Linked DNA regions of Anas platyrhynchos: region 2 is linked to region 1. Evidence: chromatin contacts called from public Hi-C data. All regions are on one chromosome and are shown on one strand. Each heading gives the region's core, a stretch centred on a gene start, on an enhancer-like site or on the middle of the called end of the contact. The rest is flanking DNA. Distances are from core to core; before and after follow the strand shown.

The links. Hi-C and Micro-C count contacts between places; a contact is called where the count stands out from the background.
Region 2: a contact with region 1 is called in a Hi-C map of skeletal muscle, with 2.8 times the contacts expected there. The contact joins two enhancer-like sites. A contact is called at or near these places in 2 of 8 Hi-C or Micro-C datasets (skeletal muscle and subcutaneous adipose tissue).

Annotation. Positions count from the first base shown.
Region 1 is chr1:14,418,623-14,422,504 of IASCAAS_PekinDuck_T2T, reverse strand. The region is part of intron 2 of ATXN7L1 (ataxin 7 like 1); the gene reads left to right. Among named protein-coding and RNA genes, the nearest start is that of ATXN7L1, 51 kb to the left of the region's middle. Within about 2 kb of position 1,719, at least 1 of the 8 cell types and tissues checked has an H3K27ac peak or open chromatin away from gene starts, as enhancers often do.
Region 2 is chr1:14,528,892-14,532,773 of IASCAAS_PekinDuck_T2T, reverse strand. No RefSeq gene overlaps it. Among named protein-coding and RNA genes, the nearest start is that of SYPL1, 19 kb to the left of the region's middle. Within about 2 kb of position 1,688, at least 2 of the 8 cell types and tissues checked have an H3K27ac peak or open chromatin away from gene starts, as enhancers often do.

The sequences.
Region 1 (3,882 bases), core at 470-2,969:
GCTAGTACAAGGCTTGCAAATCTACTTCAGATACTTTCTCCACAATATTCAGTAATAATATTTATCCCAGATAAATTCTTCTGAATTTTTAAAGTATTTCTTCTTCTTTATTTCAACATGATTTTTATTTTTCTCCAGTGTGCAAACATGTTTATCACAGCTGCATGTTTAAAATCTAAATGTTCTGTTCGTTTCACTGTGTACTAGTAGTATACAGCGTCTTGGTACCTGACTAGTGCCAAATCTATTCAAAACATTTTGTTTCCATGCATAAAATACTGTACTTAAAATTCTCATCATTTCAACTATAGCTGAAGCTCTTCTGTGTGTTTCCCATTTCACAATCCTGTAGTGATTCATGTAATTATCTTAATAGCTTAATGCTATTCTATTTAACTAGTGGTATTAATGTAATAATTGTCATATTAAAATCTAAAAATATTGAATTAGACCTTCTTCTAAAATACACTTTATCACTACAGATAGGTTAGAAGCACTGTAAGATTCTGGTTTTAAAATAAAATTGTTAAATTCATCTAGATAGAGTAATTAATTAAATTCTACGAGACACAATGAGAGAACTGTTTGAAATACATTAGGTGAATGATGAGGGGCAACTTGTTCACCTCACTAGGTGTGTAGTTTGATTTGGAGTCGATTTTTAATGCTTGAATTAGCTTCCTGCACCAAGAGCTACCTATTGTTAAGATGCCTAAATAAAATTTAGGAAATCTGCCTCGTTAGCTATTTATGCTTGTGAGACTAGTGTTGCTGTTAACCAGGAACGTTTCCCTTGACTGGTGTTCTGGGAAATAACAGATTTTCCCCCCCCCCCTTTTTTTTTTTTTTGGACAGACTTCTGGTATCCGAGAAAATAATCTTTTATCATGCTTAGCATCTGCTCTGCATCTAGTGAAGTATAACTAATACCATACTTCCATAAAATATCAAGCCTTGCATATGAGAAATATGTCTAACGCTAGTGCTAATCTATCATTATTTTGTACTCCTGCTTCCATTTTATTCCCTGGGAATAAATCGTGTGCTGTGTAGGGTTATTCTTTCCATGTGTCTATTATTGGTGTTGTGGTTTGCTAATTACATAACTAGAAAATTATTATTATTTTTAATCGTGTTTTAGGCTTGAGATTGACTGAAAAATTGCTTCGTTTTAAAATCCAGTTTGCTGGGAGAAGGATTGGCAGGGAGGAGTCTCATTTTTTGGTGCAGCTTTTACCTCAAAATACTGAAGCAGGAATACATCTGTGCAAGCTGAAACACGGGCCAGGAATTGGCCAACAATACAGAAAAGGTTTATGTAGATTATACTTGCTCGGATAGATTTAGTTTGTGTTTGCTGATCGGGTTGCACGAAGCGTGCGGTCCAGTGCATCCTTGCGTGTACTTCCAGCTTTCTCACCCTGGCAGGACTACCCGGGGATGTCCAGATGAGTCTGGAGACAAGTGTTTCTCGTTCTGTGACTCTAGGTAGATGACTATCAGTAAAAATGGTGCTTTCGAACTTGGCTAGGACGACAAAGGATTAGTTTGCAGCGTAAGTAAACCTTTTCATTGCTGTCTAACGCCAGATGCATTCAGAGGGAATGCTGAATTGAGCAGCAAAGCTTTTCAGCATTTTCACACGGGCAGGAAAGGCGTAGTCAGACCCAGACACTGCTGCAGAGAACAGCACGGTGCAGAACAGCATGTTTTCAGTAGCAGGGTTGTGAGGGGTTTTTTGCTGTCCATTAACTAAAAACGTGTGTGAAGCCATCGCAGCCTTGGTGCAGGAACTAGCTGTAATAGAAGAGTTTGTACTCGACCGAAAATAGTTCTGTAGAAGTTGAAATCCTACAGTTTTGTATCAGTGCAGATAGTTTGGGTCTGAATCACCGAAGAACAGGATAGCCTTTCATTCAGCAACCTGGCGTGCAGCATACCTTCCTGGGAGATGGAAACGCAGTAAGATGAGGAGGGAAATTCTGTAAAAAAGAATTTAACTTTGCAAAGACCGGTGTCTGTCACTGCGCTGCCAAACAATTTTGTTGACCCATTGCTTTTTGAACATAATGGAGACTTAACAGCTTAGGGTCCTGTGGAAAGGATTCTCAACACCTGGCAGTCCACTGTGTGAAGTACCTCCCTTTTTTTGTTTTGAACTTGTTGTCCGACAGCGAACACTCATTTCCTGTCCACCTTCATAATGAGTGTGTAGCGTAACCCTCCTCTGTCATCGCTTTTCTAGTTTGACAAGTCTGCATCTGTTTAATTGTCACTCCTATAGAGACCATCCCTGTCCTCACTGTGTGTTTTTGTACCTTACCCAGTTCTTTTAAACCAATTTTGAAAGGGAAGCAGTGGTGTTGTGCTGCGTTCCTTGCATAACATTTGACCACCGCAGATCATTGAGATTAATTTCTGTTACAAGACCAGTACCTCATTATTCTGTACTAATAATTCAGAGACCGTCATTTTGTATATAAAGATTGTTTTTTTCTTCCATATTCTTTCACTTTACATTTCTCTACATTGAATCTCATTTACTAGTTTATTACTCCGTTCAGCAACATTAGGTCTTTCTGCAATCTGCTGATTTTCATCTTTAGTTCTCTGAGTAATTAAATACCAAAGATCTTGTTTGCTGGCTAACCACCTTCTTCTCTGGATATGTTGGATAGGTCCGGCCTTAATACAGCCCCATGTTGCATGCCACTGGTGAAATTCTTGCCTAGAAAACTGATTGTTTTCACCTCTTTGCCTTGTAGGTAGTTACCTAGCCTTTGGGTGGAGGGGTTGAATGCTCCTTCCTCTCCCCCGACAGCTACCTTTCCTCTAAGAAACGCAAATACATGGTTTCCTTTAACTTATAAGCTTAAATAGTCCATGTTAATTGGATTTCTCCTATCCACGCTTTCATTTATGCCTTCCAGTATGTTTGTGACTCATAACTCTAACAAACTCCATTGACTTTTCCCCAGTATATCATACTTATCTGTACGTGTGCTAATTTGGTTCCTTATAGTTTCTACCACTCTGACCTGAACATGTTTCAGACCTGCTGCTGTCGGCTTATTTGTGCCCTGCCAAGCGTTGATGGTACTTTCTGATCTTCAGGTACAAGGTGGTTTTCAGCGAGAGGCTTTGCTTGTGGGTTAATAACTCAAAAACCGCGTCCGCGGGTTCTGGAGAGCTCCTGGGTGACTGCAGACGGCCTGGCTCTGCCAACCTGCTCTGCAGCCAGCTTGCCCGTCCTTCAGCTGGAGATGGGATCTCAGTCCTTTGTTTTATTCCATAAAACAAAACCTTCTGGAAAAAAAAATCTGGAATAAATACTAGGGAGTAATTTATTGCCACTTAATGGGTAGACACATTTGAGAAAAAATAAGTTGTTTTTTTTCTCCAGCTTGCCAAAGAAGAAAACACACAGGTTTTTTGTGTTAAAAAGACTAAAAGAGTATAACTAATTTTTCTCTCATTTTCATAACAAAATAAATGTCATGCTGAGAGAGGCAGAGTGTTCCACTTGGCCTGAGTTGAAATCTCTTGTAGGAGACTGAAGTAAAAACAGAGGAAATAAAGGACAACCTTTTCAAAATGATTTCTGTTCCCTTACCCAGTAGTTTGGAGATCAGAACAGTTATGTGTGATGTGGGACACCCGATTTACCCTATTCTTCCCTAATCTGGGGGGACTGGAATCAAGAGCATCTTAAGCAGGCCACCTAGTGTCGGTGGGAGTTTGCGATCACTCAGCCAGACTGCATTCTCATCTGGGGAACGAAATGCTGATGGGAGCTGGATTTATCTCATCTCCCAGGGAGTACCCTAACCACCGTGCTTGAGAGCCTTTGCCTGTTTCAGTGATTGCGTGTTTCATACGGAA
Region 2 (3,882 bases), core at 439-2,938, 110 kb before region 1:
CACGGGCTCCAGACAGCAGCCCCTGGGCAAAAAGCCACGGGGAGGAGGTTCCTGGGGGATCAGGAGTGGTGCCAGGCTGCAGCAGGAAGAAATATTGGGGAAAGCCTAAGGGGAAGGGGAGGGATGGAGCCCGCTCTCCAGCGGTGTGTTTTGGGGTGTTGTGGGTGCTTGGGGCCTGGTCCCGCACCGGTCACAGCGATGCTGTGGGAGCACGAAAATCAGGCTGGCACTGGGGGTACTGGGGGTACTGGGACCTCCCCAGCTCCCTGGAACAGCCTTCACAAGCTGGGGTGTTGGTGTGTCAGCTCATTTTCACCTGGGTACACAGAGTCCCTCTGGCAAGGCCATCGGATATCATGGGGTGCCATGGGGTGCCGCAGGGTGCTGCGGGGTGCCATGGGGTGCTTTGGGGTGCTGGATGCCCAGGCAGGGCTGAGACAGGCAGATCCTGCACAAACACAGCCCTGCTGCCCTGTTGGAATATCCCCCACCAGTAACCATGGGGTGGAACTGGAGATAAGACGCAACTGCAAGACTGGGCCGAGTTTGGTACCAGAGAGCTGCAACACGATGGCATCCTTGAATAACAGCCAGACACTCACTGAGGCTCGTGTTTGTCATCTTTGATCCCCTGGCCAGGCCCGTGCTCTTCTACCTGGCTGCTCAGAAGCACATCTCACATCTTCCAGACGCAGAATGACCCCAAAGGCAGGTCCCAGGAAGCAGCCTGCAGACCACAGAGCACCGGCAGAGGTGCCTGTTCTCCTCCTGGGATCTGAGCAAGCAGCAGCAGAGCCGAGCTGGCCTCCACGCGCTGCTTGCTGCTGATCTGCAGCTTCCTCAGGCCCGGGTGCAGCAGCACAGACCCGCCCCATCTGAGCACCCTGGGCTGAGGCGCTGCTGATCTGCCTTGGTGTGTCTGGCGTGGAGGCATCGGTATCTGATCGAGGCAGCCAGAGAGAGCTGCTCTTAGGGTGCAGCTCATCTGATCGATTCCAGACAGACGACTGATTTGCAATGAGATAAATAACCCCCAAAGTGCCTTTGTCTCCCCGGTGACTACACGGGGAGCTTGCAGCAACTAGCTCAGATCAAGCACGTCCCAGATGCTGGCACCTCTCAGCTGGAGCCTTGCAAAGGGCCTGCTCTGCTTGCAGATCTCAGGCTAGCGATAAACACAGCAGACCTGGGACACGTGCAGTGTGCAGTTGTGGTCGCTTGCGTATTTCCATTATGGTGTTGCAATCTGGGTCTCATCAGCAGCTAGATACTTTGCTCAAGAGGAGGATTGTCCCCCCTGCCTGACCACCACCTTGTCTGAGGGGGTCCCAGCCCCATCTGCTCCTAGCGAGCAGTCACGGAGTGGCAGCTGCCTGGGCAGACATTCTCCATCTCTGCAGCTGAAACTGTTCTCCTGTGTAGGTCCCTGAACAAATACAGTATCAGCACTTTTTTATTCCGTGATAAAAATGAAGTTACATGGCCAGAAGCTGAGACTTATGATGTTTACTGCAGGTGCTAATTGGTATTGCTAGCAACATGAAAGCAGAGCATTTATGCAGTAGAAGTGTATTTGCTTTGGAGAAAAGAACCAAAACCACAGCAATATGTTCACACAAACTGCAGGGGGGAACTAGGCCCAGTGAGGAAGAGTGACCTGTGCTCTTTCGTAATCCCTCTTGAAACTTCCGTAGCAACTTTAATACAAAGCTACCGTGTGGAGACACAACAATCAAACACTGCCACAGAACTCACACTGCTTTGTGTAAACTTTGGATAAAATTAATGTGTGATGTGTGACAAGCAGCTGGAGGTCAGGAACTGGTGCCCTCAGCCACCCTGCTTGAACCGTCAGACACCTTTCTTTCTCTTAAGAGTCTCAGCTCATCAGTGCCATCACTATAAAATACGTGGCACTGAAATTCACACCTTGTAAACTATATGCACAGAGACTAGTAGAGTTATTGAAGACTAGAGAAGCTGTTCACATCATCTAGTCTGGCCTTCTCCAGCACACAGAAGCTGGTTTTGACTTCTGAAGTCTTCAAATGATGGAAAAGTCCCACGGTCTTATCTAATTGTTCCAATAATTAAATGCTTTTATTGTTTAGAGCCTACTGTAATCCTTGCTCCCAGTCCATCTAGTGGCAGTTTTCAACACTGAATCTGTGTTCTCAAAGACACTTCTGAATGAAAAAAAGAACAAAAGCTGGTTTAACAATAAGATGAGGTTTCTAATATTTAAAGCTGTACTGCAGAGCTCAGTATCTTTCACATATTCATACAAATAATAAGTGTACATCTAGGCCAGTCAGTACTATCTTCGCTGCTTTTGCTCTACAAAAGAGACTAAAATGAATTGCTGGGCTTCAGCTTGGTGAGATGTGAGGCTGTTCTTGATTCCTTCAGTGGGAAAAAAAAGTCAATAGCAGTAGGGGCAGCTGATATTGTGCTGCTTTTCCATCAAGCTGATGCTCAAATAAAGCCATGTTCTTTGATTTCGTAGATTCTGAGCAAGGAGTACCTGGAAGTAGTTTTGGCGTGGCCAAAGTAAGATGAAGATCAGGATGAAGAATTAGACAAAGCTGAAGGTCAGCACCGCACCTATTGAACTAATTGTGAGTCAGGAAGCATGTAATAGGGTCAGCACATTGTTGCCCCATACAGCAAATTGTGTGGAATTTGCGAGGGGACGTATTTTTAAGGAACCTGTTGCCCAAAAGTCTGAATGCACCAGCCAGGCTCACCTCCGCTGGATGGAGGCATCCTGGGCAGTTCTAGCTCTTAGATCTGGCAGCTCACAGATCAGCGCTGCCTCTTCATAGAGCTGTCTGTTGCTCAGAAGCTAGAGTATGCGAGCACCCCCACCAGGGTATCTGCTTCTCACCCAGATGTTGGCCAGCTGTGGGAGACTGCGGCACCAGCAGCGTTGGCCGTGACCATGAGTTTGCTTACACGAATGTTCACAGCATGCTGTGGCACCATGTTACGCTGTTGTTGGCTTTTTTTTTTTTTTTTTTTTTTTTCCTGAGAAGGAAGGAAGGAAGGAAGTTTGCGTAGTTCAGCAGCAGGAACAGCAGTAAACAAAGATGAGTTTTTGTCCATCTCCTTCCAAGTTTCCTGGCTGAAACGACAGCCTGTTTCTGCCTCCTCTTTAAAAAGGGGTAATTATCTCCTAATCACAGAAGTGGAATGAGAGAAATTGAGGGGGATTTCATCTAGCTTCCCTAGAGAAAAGCCAGGAAAATAAACTTTAAAAAAATATGAGAACAATGCAGTTAACTTCTTCAGGTAACGAAGATCTAGGTGCCAGCTGTGCCTGTGGGTACCTTTATGTCGCAGTGACAAAGAGATCAGAGTTACAGCAGAGCTACCAGCTACTGCAGAACTGAGGACAAAGACTTTTGTCCTTATCAGCATGGTGAGGAGAGCTTTAAACCAGGAGAGATGAAGCAAGGGGAGAGTTGTAGTGACCTGAGATGCTTCATGGAAATTCCTCCAGCAAGTGCATGCAGCCAAGGAAATGCCTACAGCTGTGAAGAAAGACCTGGGGGTCCTGGGGGACAACAAGTTGACCATGAGCCAGCAAATGCACAATCATAGAATCAGTAAGGTTGGGAAAGACCTCCAAGATTGTCTGGTGCAACCATAACGTGCCCTTGTGGCCAAGAAGGCCAATGGTGTCCTGGGGTGCATTAGGAAGAGCACTGCCAGAAGGTCAAGGGAGGTGATCCTTCCCCTCTCCTCAGCCCTGGTGAGGCCTCACCTAGAACATTATGTCCAGCTCTGGGCTCCCCAGTACAAGAGGGACATGGAGCTCCTGGAGGGAGTCCAGAGAAGGGCTACCAAAGCGGTGAATGGACTGGAGCATCCCTCACATGA